Linked DNA regions of Rattus norvegicus: region 2 is linked to region 1. The links are chromatin contacts, called in public Hi-C maps. All regions are on one chromosome and are shown on one strand. Each heading gives the region's core, a stretch centred on a gene start, on an enhancer-like site or on the middle of the called end of the contact. The rest is flanking DNA. Distances are from core to core; before and after follow the strand shown.

Evidence for each region. Hi-C and Micro-C count contacts between places; a contact is called where the count stands out from the background.
Region 2: a Hi-C map of Schwann cells shows a contact between it and region 1, with 4 times the contacts expected there. The contact joins the enhancer-like site here to the promoter of Ptgr3 in region 1. A contact is called at or near these places in 1 of 12 Hi-C or Micro-C datasets (Schwann cells) and 1 of 1 datasets of contacts at active chromatin or transcription factors (oligodendrocytes).

The regions. Positions count from the first base shown.
Region 1 is chr18:79,727,929-79,733,121 of GRCr8, reverse strand. It overlaps Ptgr3 (prostaglandin reductase 3), which reads right to left and starts at 3,840. Exons shown (of 2, transcript NM_001106129.1): 1 at 3,565-3,840. The coding sequence starts at 3,773.
Region 2 is chr18:80,055,697-80,061,187 of GRCr8, reverse strand. The region is part of intron 4 of Zfp407 (zinc finger protein 407); the gene reads left to right. Among named protein-coding and RNA genes, the nearest start is that of Zfp407, 190 kb to the left of the region's middle. Within about 2 kb of position 2,322, at least 4 of the 93 cell types and tissues checked have an H3K27ac peak or open chromatin away from gene starts, as enhancers often do. A contact at or near this core is called in Schwann cells, where this site is marked.

The DNA.
Region 1 (5,193 bases), core at 2,591-5,090:
TAGGAGCCCTCTCTCTACCTGGTACCTCCTCCTGACACTGCATCCCTGTCGCGTGGTGCTGGAGACCCGCCACCGCCTGGGACGCACCTTGGCACCTTGGTCCTTACCTGAGCTTTAAACTATAAGCAATGCAAGCATTTCGCTCCTCAAGAACCAAGTTCAAGGGCAGCGGGCTCAAAGGGGAAGAAGAGGGAAGAAAGGCGAGCCACAGAAAAGAAAACAAAACAAAACAGGAAATATGCTGATGCACTTGGAGACCCTGCCTGTACCCACTTCCTCCATACATGAAAATGTGTGCCAGCAATGACCACAGGACCCCGGCAAGTCGAGAGAAGTATGCACTGTGAAAACTAAAGTCAGGGCACTCCACGAAAAACAAGTGGGACCACAGCAGGCATTTCCCAAATATGTGCCCTTCTAAAGCTGCTTGGTTATTCATACCAGAAAGAGGTGAGCTTCATTTATTGTAGAACAGGGTGACAGGGTGAAGTTTTCATTTGAACAAACACCAAACAGAAAACTTAGACTATAGAAGAGCCTTGAAAACTGGGAGACAAAACAAAGTCATCTAAGCTGCACTTTCCTTGAAAAAAAAAAAAACAAAAGAAAAATATAGAAGACAGAAGACAAGAAGGAGGGGGAGGAAGAAGAAAGAAAGAAGAAGAAAGAAGAAAGAAGAAAGAAGAAAGAAGAAGAAGAAGAAGAAGAAGAAGAAGTTGTAGTAGTTGGGGTGTGTGGGGGGAATATCTCGGCTTGGAGAGTGAGCAGAAATATTTTACCCTCCCGTGAGCACCAAACCGTTTATCACAACGCCCCCCCCCGCCATTTCTACAAACTCTTTGCATTATCTTACACTTGAACAGAAAATCGTTAGGAATATTTGGAAACGAAAAATAATCTGTCACTCTCACGAAAAAGCCAAAAATAGCACACCAAGCAGACTTGACCATCGGAGTCTGTCTCCTCTTCCGAGGGCTGGGTGGAGGTGGGGGTGGCGTGGGGTGGGGGCATGGGACAGTAAGGTAGTGACTGATAAAGGAACATCAATTACTGATTCAAGAGGAGTTCTGTGCAACCTCCACACGTTTCCCCCTCCATTGTAAACTTTACTGCCCCGAATCCATGTCTAGCTTGCATGCGCTGCCCTTCTTGTGAATGAAGGAATGTATTTTGCTAACAGGAACGAGGTGTGGATATAGTTCACTGAAAGAAAGTCAGAGCACTGGGCACAAAAGCTCCAAACATCCTTCAAAACAAATTCATTTGGGCTCACTCGCTAATTCTAGGGAAGATTTTGTTATGCTAAAAACGGGGAACCTCTGAATAAAATTTTAATGCAATTAGCACTACTTAGGAGGATGTGGGCCCTGTATTCAAATGAACTAACTTGCGGGTTAATTATTAAACCCTGCTCCTTAAAATAAAAAACCAAAACAAAACAGGGAAGGACACTGACAGTGCTCATAAGAAAAAAGGATCTGCCTACAGCTGAATGACTCCATAACTGAACAGTAACGGGAGGGGCAAAGATTCTGCCTGCATTTTCCCCTGCTGTGGATTCAAGGTAGAAGTTGGAGGTCAAGTTGTTCATATAAAGCACTTGGGCCAAAGGGGCTCCAGACAGACATGGAAGCAAAATAGAGACGTGTATTTTTAAAACAGTCTGAACAGCTATTTCCTCCAAAATGGCAGGTCTACTCTCCGACAATCTGATTTCAGGGATCCAAGAAACATTCAATTCCAGAACAACCTCGATGACCTGGGGGATCCAAGGGTGCTGCTGTGAGACTTTTGGAGAAGGGGAAAGGGAGCTTGCTAAACCCAAGAAGCTTTGGGGGGGGGGGATCTCCAAGAGTTAAATAAACTCAAGGGTGAGAGGCCCCCAGACCAGCAAAGCGAGCAGCCTTGGCAGGCAGGCGGTCGGGCGGCGGGAGTCCCACCTCCATGTTACTAGCACTCTTCTCCCACTTCACACCTTCTCTCAGCCTGTCCCCTGGTGGCACCCCCTTCCACATTTCACACCTGTTTCAACAAGGGATTTTATGTAAGCAGTTTGTGTGCGTTTATTAGTGTTTACAGTCAACACTATATAAATCACAACAATAAAAGAAAGCGAAAGCCGGGCATGGAGCTTTAAAAAACAAAATCTCCGATGAAGTTTGCTCAGAAAGCTTTTCAGTCTATTCTCACCTCCACTTCTCACAAACCACTAGTGTGTTCTGGATGTTCTATGTGAGCACAGTCCAAGCCCTTTTTAGGTCGGCAGGGTTCAAATTTTTATTCTCCACAGCCTCAGCATTTCGTCACACAATGAAGCAATCCTCTGCTCCATGCGCGGCCGGCCAAAGCGTGTTAAGGACACACACGCGCCACCCTTTAAGAAAGTCTCCACCCACGCACTCCACTCAATCCCACCCACTGCTCACTCAAACGCTAAGGTTCCAACAGGTTCCCAAAAGTTTCACAATCAGGATTCTTCATTCCTATAGTCTTGTTAGGAAGGATGGTAGGAATCTTTAAACTGGACTGTCTGGACCAATCTTCGCACCCAGCTACTTGAGTAGAAAAGTTTCCTCATTTAGCCCTTCCAGGGGACCTAGGATACTTTCTGGTACAGAGTTTACCGCTTGGATACAACCAGAACTAACTCTCCTCTTCCGTAATTTCATCCAACTTCCAATGCGCCATGCTGGGACCTTCGAATGGAACCCAGAAAGTGAAATGGCACAGAGGAGAAGACCCTGACAGTCCAGCATTGAGAGGACGCTCCGAGCAGACCTCAGTGTGGTATGGCCTGGACCGAGCACAGCGAAGCCCCACACTTCCTCCGCTTCACCCCTTAATAAAGATTAGCGATGTGGAAAACCATTAAGGTGGATAGCCTGGGTTAAACAGTCAGTCTGGCAACAACCAGTGTGCCATCCGAGTGTCTGCAACGCATTCAGGCAAATGCAGCCATGCCCCCGCCCAACCTTGGCTCAATTGCCGGGTGCACGCCCCCGCTTTGCACTCAGGGGACAGAGCACAGTCAGATGGCACTGACAACACGCAGACTAGGTGCACACCAACACACCCAAGGACAAGCTCCACCAATACGAGGAGGGGACAGGAAAAAGCAAACCAAACATGGGCCCCCTTCCTCCAAAGCACGTTTACCTAAACGTCGCAATGTGTGTCCAGGCTGTTGCTGTTCCACTAAAAATTATGGCAACGCAGGAACCGTGGGTGCGCGCGGGTGGGCCGGGTGGGGAGCCTCCCTTTCTGGGTCCCGTCGTTTTTATTTAGGGAGCGGGAGGGGGAGGAGGAACGGCTGGGGGAGGGGAGAATCCCAAATTAAAATAACCCCCAGATAAGAGGACGTTTGGTGGCATCGGGTATTCACACCAGCAAGTCACATTACATTCGCCTTCGCCAGATGGCGGCGGGTTCAATTTCCTGGGATCTCGCAAAGTCAGGCTGTGCGCCCGAGCGCGCGCCGCAGTGTGGGCAGGCAGGCGACCCGGGACAGCCGGGAGCCCAGCTGCGCGGGCCGGGGACCGGGACGGGGTCGCGCGCCGGGCTCACCGGTTCCGGACGAGGAGGTCTCCGTCCCCGGGGAGCGGCACTGGGCAGTCCCGGCGCAGGGTGACGGCCTCGTGGAAGTTAGGGCTCAGCCGGGTTACCACCAGCTTCTGCATAGTTCGGGGGATGGCGGAGCCCTGGAAGTCCAGGAAGTGACGGGCGTACGACATGTCCACGATGGCTCGGGCCCCGGCGGTCGCCAGCCTCAGCATTGCCCACGATCGGCTCCGCCCGCTCCTGCGCCTACGCTGGGCCGGGTCGCGCCCAGTCCCGGCCGCTTGGCTCCGCTCGGCTCCGCGCGGGCGGGCCCGCCCCTCCTCCGGCCCGCGCCCTCCCCTAGGCTCCCGCCCTCCCCTCGCCTCCTGGCTCCCGCCCCCGCCCTCCGGCCCGGCCGTGCGCCGCAGCCCCCGCGGAACCCGGGCGCCACCCTAGGATCCCTGCCCGGCCCCGCGGCCGCCGCAGCCGCAGCCGCTGCTCCTTTAATCTTTTTGTTTTGGTTTGAATCCGCTCGGCTCACACTGGCCTAGGATCTCCTCCGCCCTCCCCTTTCCTCCGGGCGCGGGAGAGGCCCCGGATATCCCCCACCCTCCGCACGCTCTGCGATGGGATTTGATTCCTCCACCGGGGGCGGGGGGCGCCAAGCTAAAGGGCCAGCGCCCTGGCGATCGCCGCCGCCGTAGCCCAAGCGTCCCTGAGCGACAAGGCGGCCGGCGGCCGGCGCAGGCGCCTCCCCTTCCCGTGCGAAGCATTCACTTCCTTGCAAGGTGGTACGAATCAACCCCGAGCGCGGCCGGGGCGGCGGGGCACGGCCGGGGCCCGGGCCTGGGCCGGGCGGGGAGCCGGGGCGCTGGTGCACGCGCACGAGCGCCTTCCTGCGGGCCGAGGGCGCTCAGTGCACGGTGCACCCTGGGCCTAGGCCTCCCGTGCTCCGAGCGCGCCGCTCGCTGTGCTCTCGGTCTGTCCCGTGCAAGTTGCACGAACTAAGCCATTTTATTTATCTTGGCCTAGATTTCGTGTTTTTCCATGGATGTTTTAAGTAGCTCCACAAGACTGTTACAGCTTTCCCATTGGGAGAGAACACACATACAGAGCTAGATGGCCGAATTCCCAGAGCGTAGAAGCATTTTAAAGTTCTAGGTGGGGCCCGCTGAGGGGCTCAGCGGAATTGGAGACTTTGTGATGATCTTTGAAGACTTCGTTTTCTCACGCATCTAGAAAGATCTTTCTATCGTGCCATTTTTTAGCTAATTGTGCCCACTGACCAGATTATTCACCCTTTTAAATAAGGTCAACATTAAATATTTCCGGACATTTTTGTGATGAGCTAAGTCCATCTTTATATTTTAGATGTTCATTTTAATTTAAAAATATCTTCCATTTTCCACTTAACCTCTGAGTTGCAGAAATACAAAAGCCACACCGTCCCTCACCAATCAAGTCTACCCCCCCCCAGACTAAGGGTGCATAAGTGAAACAGGTATTTTTTTCCCTCAAATGTAGGACGTGTTTCACCCAAGAGTGTTTCAGATCCACGTGGGCGCGTGTGTATGCATGTACACGCGGGGGAGGGGAGCTAACAGGTTTAAGAATCTGCAGGAACTGATGTCTGCCTGACTAGACTTAGGACTCATG
Region 2 (5,491 bases), core at 1,073-3,572, 330 kb before region 1:
AACTCTTTCCTAGTCCTCTCATTTACTGTCAGAATTGCTAAGATAAAACATATTTGCTTATTAAAAATGCAATCATTATGTGTTAGGATAAAGACAAAAGTAAGTGGAGCAGTAATTCTCATCCCTCAGGGGAAGACATTTCTACCTTAGTGCAATGCCTTCAGCAGGACGCTGCTCAGGTCTTCTAGGTGAATAGCATGCATGCATGCTGCACACATGTGTTTGTACATGCTGCAACATGTGTTTGTACCATTTTGTAGCTTACTTTGCCTAATTCTTGTGCCTATTGTCCACCAGTTCATAAATACAGATTTTTGGTTAACTGGATGGCCCAGTCTATTGTGTACTGTATTGTGCTGCCATGATTTGCTGTTTTGTGAACATTGACACTGTTTGTAAGTTCTTGCTAAGTAAACAGTGCCATGCATTCATCTTTTCTAAGTTATTTCCCTAGTGTCCTTGACACAGCTGGCACCAAAGGCTACTCTGTTTCGGGCTTGTGTGTGGTGTCACATTTCACTGGCAGTGCTGGACAGTCTTTTTTTGTGTGTAATGGAGAGAGGTGGCATTAAAATAAATGTGTATGTATGTGGTAGAGTGTGAAAACACTGAACTTCAAAAGCATCTTTAATTGTTTCTGCTTCAGGTGAGTTCATATGAATCCCCCATCCTCTAAAGCAGGACTTTAATGAGCATTTTTACCATGTGTTCTATGTCTGTACAGTAGAAAGATAAACTTTACTTCATACTGTATGTCTTTATGTTTACTGATATAATTTCTCCACATACTTTATTGAGCTCTGGGTATGCCAGGCAAAGCTGAGTACTTTAAGTTTGTGATAAGTCATGAAGTACAAAGAAGCAACAACTGTGACAGCTGTGCTCTGTCACCAAGCTGGCCACCAGTCACTCAGTGGGAAGAAAAGGTTAAAAGTCTTTTTCTTTTTTCTAAATGTTTTTAACTTTCCCATGGTGTCAGAATTATAAAGTATCTGAGGCCTTACAGAATTTAAAAAGTATATATTTGGAACTGTTAGAATAATACCAGCCTTCTTTTAAAAATTAACATGAGGCTGTTTTGATGCTTCATGGTTGATTGTTAGTGAGGGATAGGCCTATCTTCCCCCATTTGTGTTGTGTGAGTCTTTGCCCTGTGTCTCCTGTCAGAGTCAAATGCAGGCTCCAGGACAGGCATTTGTGGGAATGCTTCCTATGTGCTTTTCAGGTTATCACAGAGTTATGATGAGCCCTTGGGGATCCCCTCCCCTGTGGAGTTAATGACAACCAGTGTCTGCTGATCCTAGGGTTACAATGGCTGCAAGAGTGTCCTAGAGTGTTACCCTCTGCTCCTGGATCTGCCTCTGTCAGGCTGGTACTGAAACCCTGGACACCTTCAGCTCCCATGGGAGTTCTATGCAATAAAAGAACTGCAAGGCTTAACTCAAGTTTGTGTTAAAGATGCAACATGTCCGGGCATGGTAGTGAACCTCTGTAATACTGGCCGCCCTCCACAGAGGTTCTTAGGCCTTGGCTCACAGAGTGAAGCTGTCTCAGAAAATCAAACAAACAAAAATGCACGATTTTCTTTTCTTGTAAAAATTAGCATTACTGAAGCTGATATTCTGAATTGCTTTCTGTGTTTTACTTTGTTTTGTTAGCTCATGAGATTTTATTAGAACAATTTTAAAAGCATGCTTGAAAGAGTGGTTCAGTTTTACAGGGACTGTATGAAGGTCTAATTTGACTTGAAAAAGAATGTTCTGTATTCTTACTATTGTTTTTTACTTTTATATGTCTTAACAATTAGGGAAGCTGTGTTGTGTTGTCTTGGATTCGTGTGTCTGCCATGAATGACAGGGATCATACGGTTTTTATCAATGTTAATTCTTACTGGGCACAGTTTCACAAAGGTCAGGAATAATGGAGAGAGAAGTTTTCCTGAGAATGCTTTATCATGTGCCTGGAAAAACAGTTCAGCAAGCTTGATTGTCTTTGGCTGCAGAGGGAAAAAGAAAGGGTGCATATCAAAAGCTCAGGAAGATGCCAAGAAAACAGAGTAAGGGTCACATGTGCTACCTCACAGTCCACAGGCCGAGTACTTTTAGTCACTGCAGTCACTGTAATGAGATGAGGTCCAGAAATCATTTCACTTCGTATTGAACATATTTTACTATCCAAAAGAAAAAAGTCTGTAGGACGGAGAATGTTTCTTTGCCTCCCTGAATTCTTTGTGGGTCACACATTTGCATGCCAGTCTAGCAGTGTTCTGAGTAGACAGAGACATCCAATGAGGGATGGAGAAACCCAAGGAACAACAAAGAACAAGTGTAGGGCTCAGAGTGCAGAGCGTATATGATTCCTGAATGCAGCCCCCAGTGTGCAAAGGAACAAACCTGCACTAAAACAAACAAAAGCCGCTCTCGCTATTTCAGAGTTGGCCACTGTGCTTTAGAGCTGACTGTCCAGTCACAGTTTCTGTGGGCATGCTGTATGACAAATGTATAGCGTCGCTGTGGAAGAGCATATTAATTACCCTAATTAACATGTGACTTTAGAAGTTCTAGATTAATCAGCATGTGACTCTTGTTTATTTGTATTCTTAAGGGAATTTTTCTATACCAGATGCAAATACCAGGGTAAAAATATGGCTTGGCTTGTACATAGGGAGAATATTCATGGCATTGTACTGTACATCTAAGAAAACAGAAAGTAATTAAAATGTTGATTACTGCAGTAAATCTCGGAAATGTCCTATTATTTGTGTTTCAAATGTGCTCACATTTCTGAGAAGTTAGCATTTGCACACCGACCAACCATGATTATCCGATGCCCTCCGGAAGGTTAGCTGGGTTGTTTCCTATATTACTTAGGAAAAAATTTCTTTTCACAATTGAAAATGTCAGCATCAATTGAAAGTAACACTAAGCATGTGCTTGCCTTCTGAATATTATCCTCCTCCACCTCCCTCCACCCACCCTGCCGAGGATCTGGCTGTGACAGTTTGATTAGATCATCAATCCTCACTGTTAACAGCACTTTTCCTGAACACCTGGGCTGCCGGGTCACATCTGAATTCTGCTACCGTTGTCTCGGTGACCCGGCATTCATCCACCGCTGCAATTTACATTATGTGCACAAATTAAAAGTTACCTTACAACAACAGTTTACTTTTAAAAATGACCTCTTTCTCCTGATGTTAGGTTCTGTTATGTTATAGGAAGTGCATTTCGTATGATGAAAGACCTTTCTGGAACACAGTCACCCATCATGATGAAGGTGGTCCTTTTCTTCTTTTAACTTAAGCTTTACATCAGAATTACTGAAATGAAAATAATCTTTCTTTCATCTTCTTGTGTCATTTAAAAATCTTTGATTACATTTTACCAGATTTAAACCTAAATAAATAATTTAAAACTTTGTGTATTTCTGAAAATTTTTCTGCTCCTAAGTTTCTTGTTTGATCTGTCACACTGGTTGATTTATACTCCTCTCTGTACAGTGAAGTGATAAAAACCTCCTTTCTAAAGTTTCCATACAAACAGTTACTAGTGACAACAGAGTGTCCTTTTCAGTCTAGCTCTGTTACCTTCCTGATGGCCACAGTTTATTCTGCTTTCTCTCCAGCCGCTGATTTTCATAAGCAAGGGAGGGGACATTTAAGACTATTCTTTAATTGTGGAATTTTTGGAATATAGATATGTCTCCTCTTGTTTTTGTGTGTTGCTTGGATGTCTGTTCCTGGACAGTCGAGCACACCAGTTTGCTTGTAGCATTTGTCTCATCTTAATTAAAATATTTTGGATCCGACTTCTTACGTTCAAGTAGGGGTTCTTGCTGGTATGGATGGGGTGGAGGTGACTTTGTTTCTGTTCCATCTGCTGGGATTTCCTCTGGTGACTGTAATTGTCCTCAGCCTTTCTCTCTCCCATGCTTTCTTGTTTGCTGGAAGACTGATCATTGTTCACATCACGAAGACTTTCCTGCTTCTAACAATTTTTCCCATCTTCCATTGAGGTAAATCTTTTTAATCATTTAAAATTTTGATCCTGAACTTTAAGATGTTTTTGTCTATGAAGAAAACTATGTGGACATAGTTTTAAATATGCTGGCTGAGCTCTCAGTTCCTGGATATGCTTAGGATTTCTGTCCCCTCCCTGAGACATGACCCATGTCCCTCTAACTGTGTGATTGTGCAGTCACACTGCCACTGTTTTAGGCTCAAGTATGTCTGTGTTCCAGCTGCCCCTGTGCAGTCTTCTGTTAAAGCCACGACTGTAAATGTAGGCTGCTGGGCCTTCAGATAAACAATAAATGATAGGAAATAACGTATCCTCAGGGGTTGTTAAGATGTGTGCCTGGGCTTAAACCTTGACAGTGCCACTTTAGTCCTCTATATACCTGCTAAATGACATACTCACCAATGCAGTTACCAGTCAGTGCACAGGAGTCACATGTCCTTAGAAATTACCCATAAGGAGTAATTAAATGTATGCCAGGCATGCATGAGGACCGCATACCCACAGCATGTTCTGTACTACGTCACCCGAGCTTCAAGTGCAGTGGTAATGCAGTGTCACAGGCTCAGATGCTTTCAAGTCTTAGGAGTGGAATGCTAAGCGTGTTAGCTTTCGGTCACTACAGAAAATACCCACGAAGAGTTACTTGTAAGAAGGAAAATGTTTATTTTGACATATAAGTAAGGAAATTCCAGTCTAAGATCAAATGAATGGATCCTTTGCTTTGGACAATGTGGAAAGCCAAGTGACCAGCTCACCCAGTTATCTAGGGAGCACCTAGGAAAGGAAGACTCAGGCAGAGTTCCACTTTCCCTCCTCCCGTGGCCTGGGGTGCTCCCATTAGGCCTGGCTTTTGAAGCGTATCCCACCCCCCCGCACCCCAACAGTGCTTGCTATTCTGGGAATGAAACTTTGAAAGCAAACCTTCGGCAACACATCTGAATTCTAGTAGGGAGTACAGTAATCAGTTTTCTGTGGCTTCCGTACTGTCACAGGAGTTAAAAACTAGTAAGTGGGCACACATTTCTAAAGCAGAGGCCTCCATCGGGACACAGATACTGCACTCGGGCAGGAAGTGACTTATGGGCAAAGGGGTGGTGATTTTTATACAGACGATTATGAGGCAGCTTTGTCAAAAACTGTATTTGAAATAATTTCATTGGCATGTTATTATAAGACATAGTCTAGAGAGCCCATGTGTCCTGAGGCGCTCTTGGTAAAAACTTGAGTGATGAGAAGGAGTGTATCAGATTGTATTCTAGGCAGAGGGAACACTGCAGAAGTTGTGAAATCAGATCCAAAGGTGGTAGCTGGATTTGGTGGAGTCCCTCAGCTCAGCACACATCAGCAGAGCTGAGGGTCTTAAACAAACACAAGCAGCCCTTGGATCACAGAGTTCTTAGAGGGTGGTGAGGTGTTTGTATGTGATAGGGCCAGTGGGGCTCAAACAGCACACTAGTTACAGGAGAGTGTTC